2 separate regions of the Mus musculus genome follow, and region 2 is linked to region 1. A link is a contact called in public HiChIP or PLAC-seq data. All regions are on one chromosome and are shown on one strand. The core of a region is the stretch at or near the end of the contact, and the rest is flanking DNA. Distances in the headings are between cores, read along the strand shown.

Evidence for each region. HiChIP or PLAC-seq counts read pairs in DNA pulled down with a chosen protein or histone mark.
Region 2: a contact with region 1 is called in an H3K4me3 HiChIP or PLAC-seq map of forebrain, with 7 times the contacts expected there. The contact joins the enhancer-like site here to the promoter of Klf13 in region 1. A contact is called at or near these places in 6 of 39 promoter capture datasets (the 3T3-L1 cell line, embryonic stem cells, hippocampal neurons and 2 more) and 10 of 115 datasets of contacts at active chromatin or transcription factors (astrocytes, embryonic forebrain, embryonic hindbrain and 6 more).

Annotation. Positions count from the first base shown.
Region 1 is chr7:63,936,613-63,940,423 of GRCm38.p6, forward strand. Klf13 (Kruppel-like factor 13) reads right to left here and starts at 2,303. Exons shown (of 2, transcript NM_021366.3): 1 at 1,355-2,303. The coding sequence starts at 1,934.
Region 2 is chr7:64,739,896-64,743,462 of GRCm38.p6, forward strand. Apba2 (amyloid beta (A4) precursor protein-binding, family A, member 2) reads left to right here. Exons shown (of 15, transcript NM_001291166.1): 11 at 3,365-3,544. Among named protein-coding and RNA genes, the nearest start is that of Nsmce3, 130 kb to the right of the region's middle. Within about 2 kb of position 2,231, at least 18 of the 459 cell types and tissues checked have an H3K27ac peak or open chromatin away from gene starts, as enhancers often do. A contact at or near this core is called in forebrain, where this site is marked.

The DNA.
Region 1 (3,811 bases), core at 1,053-3,552:
GAACTGGGAACCCTACACAAACCCCACCCACCTTCTGGGCTCACAGACCATTAATTTCGACTCCGAATGCCGGGAGATGACAGTCTTCACTCAATCCCATCACCTGCCACGTGGTTTGAGGGACCACAGATAAGGGCTGAGGACCCCCCCCCCAACCCCCGGCCTCTATAGAGAAAGTTCTGACACCTCCCTGGCCTAGAGCTCCGGCTCGTTCCATTATGAACACACGGGCCTTGAGCTCTAGTCTCCACGACTTGCATGTCTAGAGCTTCTCGGTCGGTCACTTAACTGTTAGCAACAACAACAACGAAAAGAACAGACCCCGGTAACAAAGTAACGGAATTAAGTATTTTTTGCAGTGAACTTGAGAGTTAACTGTTACGAAAGAGTTTCTGTGAGCTCAAAAAAGGAAAAAACAACAACAAAAAAACCCCAACCAACCCTAAATGTTTGTGTTAACACCAAAAATGGAGGGGGGAAGTCGGACTTCGACATCAACTACCAAGAGTCGAGCTGCGAAGCGGTCCCCGGAAACCAGAGAGGCGAGTGACCTCACGCCATCCCAGGTTTCAGGCTCAGGCCGGCCGCCCTGGTACAGGTGCCACCTGCCTGCACACAGCCCAAGAGCAAGTGAGAGTTGGATCAGAAAGGTCAGTGAACGGAGCGCGCCTTCCTAGAGCAAGCGCAGCCCCCTGCGGCCGGGCGCGCCCCCGCCGGCCGGATGGGCTGGGGCTCCCACAAAGAGCCGTGGGGTAGGGAGCGAGGACTGGGACCGCCCCCCGCGTCGGCCAGCGCCGCCGCTGGGTCGGGTTGCGACAAATTAAACCTTAGAGCCCTGGAAAAATTACAGGAAGAAGAGAACGAAGAATGTGCCGAGTGGCTGAAGGGAGCCCTGTCCCCGCGTGAACTTCGCCCGCCCCAGCCGGCCCCTCCCTCGCCAGAGCCCGCCCGGAGGCCTGGGAAGAGGGGTGGCGAGACTCCAGCTCCCCGAGCACCTACGCCCCAAAAGGGAGCGCCGCCTGCCCCCCCCCCCAACCACCTCTAGCGCACCTGCCCGCGCCGCCCGCAGCCCGGATGACGACATCTACCCCCGCGGCCCCGCCCCAAGAGCCTGGGAGGGGGCGTGCCCGATGGGGGCGCGGTCGCCGAGAGGGCGCCGGCTCCAAGCGCCACGGCCAGCGTCACGCGAGGCCAGAGCGCCAGGACAGGGGCGCGGCTGCGATCGCCCTCAGCTCATGGCTCCCCGCCCTCGGCCCCGGCCCCCTCTAGCGCTGGGCCCGAAGCTCTGGGGGCGTGGCCGGTCCCAAGCAGTCCCTAGTCCGCGCGTTCGCGGCGTCCCCGCCGCCCCACTGACCTGTGTGAGTTCTCAGGTGCGCCTTGAGGTGCGAAGATTTCCCGTAAACTTTCTCGCAGCCCGCGTAGTGGCACTTGTGCTTCCTCTGCGGGGACTCGAGGTCCGCGCGGCTCCGGCCTCGCCGACCCCTTTGTCTGAGGCCAGGCTCGCCGCTCCCCGCGGGGCCGGGCTCCTGCTCCAATGCCGCCTCCGGCTCGCTCCACGCGGGGCTGGGGGGCGCGGCCGGCGCGCCTGCTTGTCCCGGGGAGGCGGGCTCTGGGCCGGGTGGCGGCGCAGGGGGCGCAGGCGGCAGGCGGCAGGGGGTCCTCGCCTTGCGCGCAGCGGCCCCTTCTCTGCGTTCCGCGGGGGCGGGCGCCGGCGCCTGCTGGTTGAGGTCCGCTAGGATCCGAGCCACCACGAAAAGCGAGGCGCTGTCCTTGCCGTCGCGGCGCTCGTCAACGCGGGGCAGTGTGGGGGCGGCGGCGGCCGCGCCCTCGGGCCGGGGTTCAGGTCCTTCCCGCGGCTCGTGCACGACTGCGCGGCTGGACATGGACACGAGGCACTCGGCGGCAAAGTGGTCCACATAGGCGGCGGCTGCCATGCTGCGGGCTAGGGCGCGCGGTGCTCTCGCAGGAGTCGTCAGCGGCGCATCCGCACCCACGGCCTCCGGGAGCGGCGGGGGGCGGGGGCGCGGCGCGCCCTCTTCTCCGGCTGGGCTGGGCTGGGCTAGGCTGGGCGCGTAGCCGCTTCTGCCGTCACCCGCGCGGCTCCGCGTCCGCCTGGCCGGGCACTGGAGGGTGAGCGCATGGGGGGCTCCAGTAAGGAGGGTCCGCGTGCGGCGTCAGAGTCGGCCTGTCTTAGGGACGTCGAGCGGAGGCGACGTTAGGCACGACCCCTGCAAGTTGTGGTCGCAGTTCCACCGTGCATTGTGGCAGGCGGGACAGCCTCCGTGCGCGCCGCGGCTCGGTGTGGGCGGACCGGCCCCGGGGGTGGGCGGGGCCGGGGCCACATCTGGACCCGACGTCAGCCCCCAGCCACATCCTGGCGGCGCAGGTTACAGGCGGCAGCGGCCGCAGGGAGCAGCGCGCACGAAGGGGGCGGGGAGCCTGGAGCGCCTCAGGAGGGGCGTGGCCAGTGGTAGACGCGAACTCCATTGGCTCTTGAGTACTTTATGCAGCCAATCCGGTCCTCGAGAGGGTTCTACTGGCCGCGGGACCTGCGCGCGCCAGTGGGCGTGCCCCTGGGCCTGCAAGAGGAGGGGCGGAAATCGGAGCCGGGCGCGCGGCGCGCAGACGCATGACGTCCGAGGGTGGCGGGCCGCTGTGTAGCGGCGCAGGGCTGGGGCGCGTGCCTCCCGCAGCGGGAACCCCGCCGGCCCTTTCCATGCCAGAGCTTTTGTGAGCAGGCAGCAGTGGGTGGCACGAGGATGGCAACACTGAGCAAGACACCCTGTGGTCGCTCCGCCCGCCGGGAGTGCGGGCAAGGTGGCGTATCGGTCCCTATGGGACCTAAGCGGCCGACCTCGCCTATGGGCGGGACATTACCGAGCCTCACCCCACCGCAGCGGAGTTCTCTGGTGGCCGGGTTTGCATTGCCCATCTCCAGCCACCTCCTCACCCCGCTCCTATTGAGCTCCGGTTCTCTACGCAACCTTGGCCCGAGCCTTGTCACCACTGGGGCCGCCCCGCCCCCGCGCGGCCGAACTGCCCTTGAGCCTATGTTAACCTGGCTGATGCAGGACCCACCACTGCCAATGCTGAGGGAGTGAGCTACGTGCTGGGGCTGCGGTCGCGGCTGTTCAGGGAACACGGGGCCCCTTCCTCCCCCTTCCTGCCCCAGGCCTGCTGCCAACTTCTCCAGGCCGCCCCTCTCCCACCGCGGTCCTGGAGGCTTCAAACACCACCAGCTGCGAGGACCCCGCCCAGGGCGCCCCACCCATCCACTGTCTGGGCCTCTGAAGGAAATGCTCCGCTGCGTCCTGCCGGGGCCTTCCAACTAGGCCACCTTGCTCTAAAGTCTAGACACACATTCATGTTCTTTCCTCTCTGAACACTAGGCCATCATCAGAGAGACCCGTAGCTTCCAACTGCCTTTGAACCAATCTTAACACACTCAAAAGACTTTGGCCGCAACTGGCCTCTGACCTGTGAGGGTAGGATCAGCAGCCTCTCCTTTTCATTGTGGATGATACCTTAAAATAAGTCAGCCACCAAGTCAGGGAGACCCGACTGCCGGTTGGTCGACCCCAGTGAGCTAAAGAAGGGTCAGTCACCTCACTACTGGTGAAAATTAAGAACCATGGCTCTGATTTCAAGTTCTTCCCCAAGTTAAATGGGAGCCTAAAATAGAAAAGACTTTGATTTCTGATAATTGAGGAAACTGAACAATTTGGAATTTTCAGTTGTGAAACTTTAGGTTAACGTTTGAACACCCCGAGTGTGAGCACACACCCTGAATTTCCACACCATTGGGCTGCTG
Region 2 (3,567 bases), core at 981-3,480, 800 kb after region 1:
CTAGGACGTGGGTGAAGGAACTGCCCCTCTCCCAGTAGCCAGCGAGTCACTCAACTCCACAGTCCACCCAATGGAGACCCCAGGAGAGGAACAAGTGTCTCAGTCCACACTTGCATCTCTGAACAGAGTGACCAGTTTTATTTCCCTTCCCCGACAGGTGCTTCCAGAGCTGTTAGATGCATAACTCCTGTCTTACCAAGGAAATCGTTCTACACAGTCTCTCACCCCTTAAATGAAGTTCATCTTTGCCTAAGTTTTCTGTTATTAAAATGCACATGCTTGCTTGCCAAGGTTGCATGGAAAGATGCACCTGTTCCGAGACTGGGTGGGCTCTGCCTTTGCTGTGTCATCTTGCCATATAACATTGTTATGATGTAAAAAGTTACAACATGGTTTTTCTTTTTCTTTTAATTTAAATATCATGGATCCACTAAGAGATCCTAGGGTTGTAGAAGCCTGTAATCATAGGTCCTCAGAAGCTGAGGTAGTGGGATCATGTCTGCCAGACAGAACTGCCAAGAGAAAGAGGAGGAGGAGGAGGAAGAGAAGGAGAGGAAGGAGGAAGAAAGGAAGGAAGGAAAGAAAGAATAAAGAAAATAAATATTTGTTTCTAATAACAGAAACAAAACTAGAGGTGACCTTTGGGGTGGGGTGGGGTGGGGTAGGGTGTGACACTCCAGCATCTTGATTGAGGCCCTTGAAGGCTGACCTTCCTCAAGCCTTCCTGAAAGACTGCAGTTGGGCTGTTATCTTTTCTCTGTTGACCTATTCCTTCTGTGAAGAGGCCATCCCAAGCTTTTGTCAATGGTGGCAATATTGTGACATCAGGAATCACCCAAGGGGCCAAGGCATGCTTGGTCACCGAAGGACTCACAAACGTCAGTGTAGGATCCATACATTTCACGATCTGAAACCCAGGAGGGAATCTTCATCTGAAAGCAAGGTTCAAAGCAGTGTGTGAGGACCGTGTTCCTTATTTTCTAAGGCATCAGTGGAAAGTGCTTTGGAGCAAGGGGTGTTTTATACAGACCAGTATTTCTGTATAGCCCTACCAGACGGTGCACAGTCTTACACTTCCCACCATTGCATGGAGATCTGTGGACAGACAGGCAGGCATGTTTTTATGGCTGGGAGTTTGGGGATGTCTCCGAGCGCCAGTGTGGTGAGTGTCGAGTGATAGGGAGAGCGAGCAAGAGTCATCAAGTAAGGCTCACGTGCAGACTGTGGAGGAGCCAAGCATGTGAGGAGCCCTGGTTCAGCTGGTGCAGACATCTTTGGGACTCAGTGAAGGTAGAACCCAAGTTACATAGACGTGAAGGAGTGAGAGAAAAGTGTTCCATCAATGTCAGGTACCCGGAGCAGCTGCTGAGAGAGAGGACATGATGGTAGCCTGTCCTGCTGTGTCCTGGGTAGCCCTCTGCAAGGCAGAACTCAGTGCTCTAGGGATAAAGGAAGAGTGGATGTTGCTATGGAGGTGACAGAGCCAGGAAGAGTAATGCTAGGCATGACCTCTTCCCACCTGCAGGAGGCCACCAGGCACCAAGGCTCCTGCACCTACCCCTCGGGCCATATGGGGTCTTTAGCAGCCTGTGCCCACAGGCCTGGCTGTGAGCTGGAACAGGCAAGAGACGCCTGTTGGATGGGCTGGCATTGTGCCTTAGCTAGTGAATTGGCTTTGAATTGGCTCCTGTTCTGGCAGGAGGGAACCAAGGACACAAGGGCAAGGGGCAGGGTGGGAAGGCAGTGGGGGGAGGGGAGATGTGGGGACAGTAAGGGCAGGTGGGAGACAGTAAGGGGAGGTAGGGACAAAAGGGGAAAGCAGAGACAGCAGGAAGTACAAACTCCATGGATTGTTCTTGAAGAGGGTGATCATTCTAATGTGTTAGCTGACTTAAGTCTCGGGGCATTTCCATAGGGAGAGGAGGAGGAGGCATAATATTGCAAGAAGAGGAGGTAGGAGGATGGGAGGTGGGAAGAACCCAGTCTGGAGCTTTCATGGTGAAGACGTCTGATGCAGTCATTCCGCCCTTCCCAGGTGGAGACACAGGGTTTGGAGGCTGGGGCACTGAGATATCAGTTAGGGCAGCCCCTCCAATCTGTGGTTCTTCTCTAAGACCTTCCCTCCTTTGTGGTTTCCAAAGTCACCACTTTGCAGGTTTACTACTGAGAGACCCTCAAATGCTGCTTTCCTTATCTGAGCCAACAGCGCCACCTAGTGGTTGATGGGCCACCACATCCACCCGCTGCTAGCATGCAGATGTGGGAACAGTGAGAGCATTGCGGCATCCTTTCTCTGAGCTGTTCAGGTCTGATTTGGGCAGGCAGTTCAACCTAGAATCAGTCCATATTTAAAGCAAGCCCTCTACCTCATGCTAAGATGTGATCCAGCCCAGCTTAATTTTAGATGAGCTTACTCATTTAAAAGCACCTAAATCACATATTGTGCAGAGGGAGAAAAGAATTGAAGCCAGCCCCTTTGTTCTCAAAACATACTGAACCAAGGTTTTCAGGGTTACCTGGCAGAGGCCCCTCAATGGCCGGTGTGTGGGAGGAGGGACATAAGGAGGACTTGGACTGGGTGGGGCTTACACAGCAGGGAGGTTGGGGCAAGGGAGGGGGATGTTGGTTTTCCTATGCACTGAGAGTTTCCACACCTTCCTGAGGCTGCACAGCTTGGAGCATGCTTGATGTGGTTAAGGAGATGTCCACCTTAGAGCCTGCCTCCCACTGTCCCATTTACACTGCAGGCAGGAAGGCCCTGCTATCTCTTATCAGTGTCCAGGCCTCCGTAGGCTTCTTTCTGCTGGCATAGAAAGAAGTAATGTCCCCAGTGGCGTGGAGTCTGCTCTGGGTCCCAGGTCCTGTAACCCTCAGCTTGCACACCGTCTCATATCATAGCAATGTAGTACACGCACTCGTCTCCTTATGTTTAGGTTTTGTACTTCTGGGGGGATAAAACAGACAGCTAACCATGTATGTGATACTTCTGGGGTTGGAGTGGGGCCTCAGTTCTGTTTTTTGGGTCTTTTTTTTTTTTTAGAATAAAATAGGTAAAAATAAGAATACATTACAGTTTCTAATTAAAGCAAGAAAGTCTGATATTTAGCAAGCACCATTTTCTGTGATTTTACAAAAACCTTGCTTTGTCCCAGTGTCTGGACATGAAGTAGCAGGGACAGCAGAGAGGCTCATCATGGTGGCCTGAGGCGGGGTGTAAGTGGCAGACAGCTTTCTGCCAGCCTAGAGCTCACAGTCACTCCCTCAGTCTTTTAAGTCCAAACGAGGACCCCTATGAAGGTTTATGGACCCCTAGTGGAGCCTGTGTCCGTGCTTTGGTCTAGCATGCCTTTCTTCCTTCCCACAGGCCCAGCTGATCGCCCAGTCCATTGGGCAGGCCTTCAGCGTGGCTTACCAGGAGTTCCTGAGGGCCAATGGCATCAACCCCGAAGACCTGAGCCAGAAGGAATATAGCGACATCATAAATACCCAAGAGATGTATAATGACGACCTCATCCACTTCTCAAACTCAGAGAACTGCAAGGAGGTAAGCCACATCGGCTGGGGCCT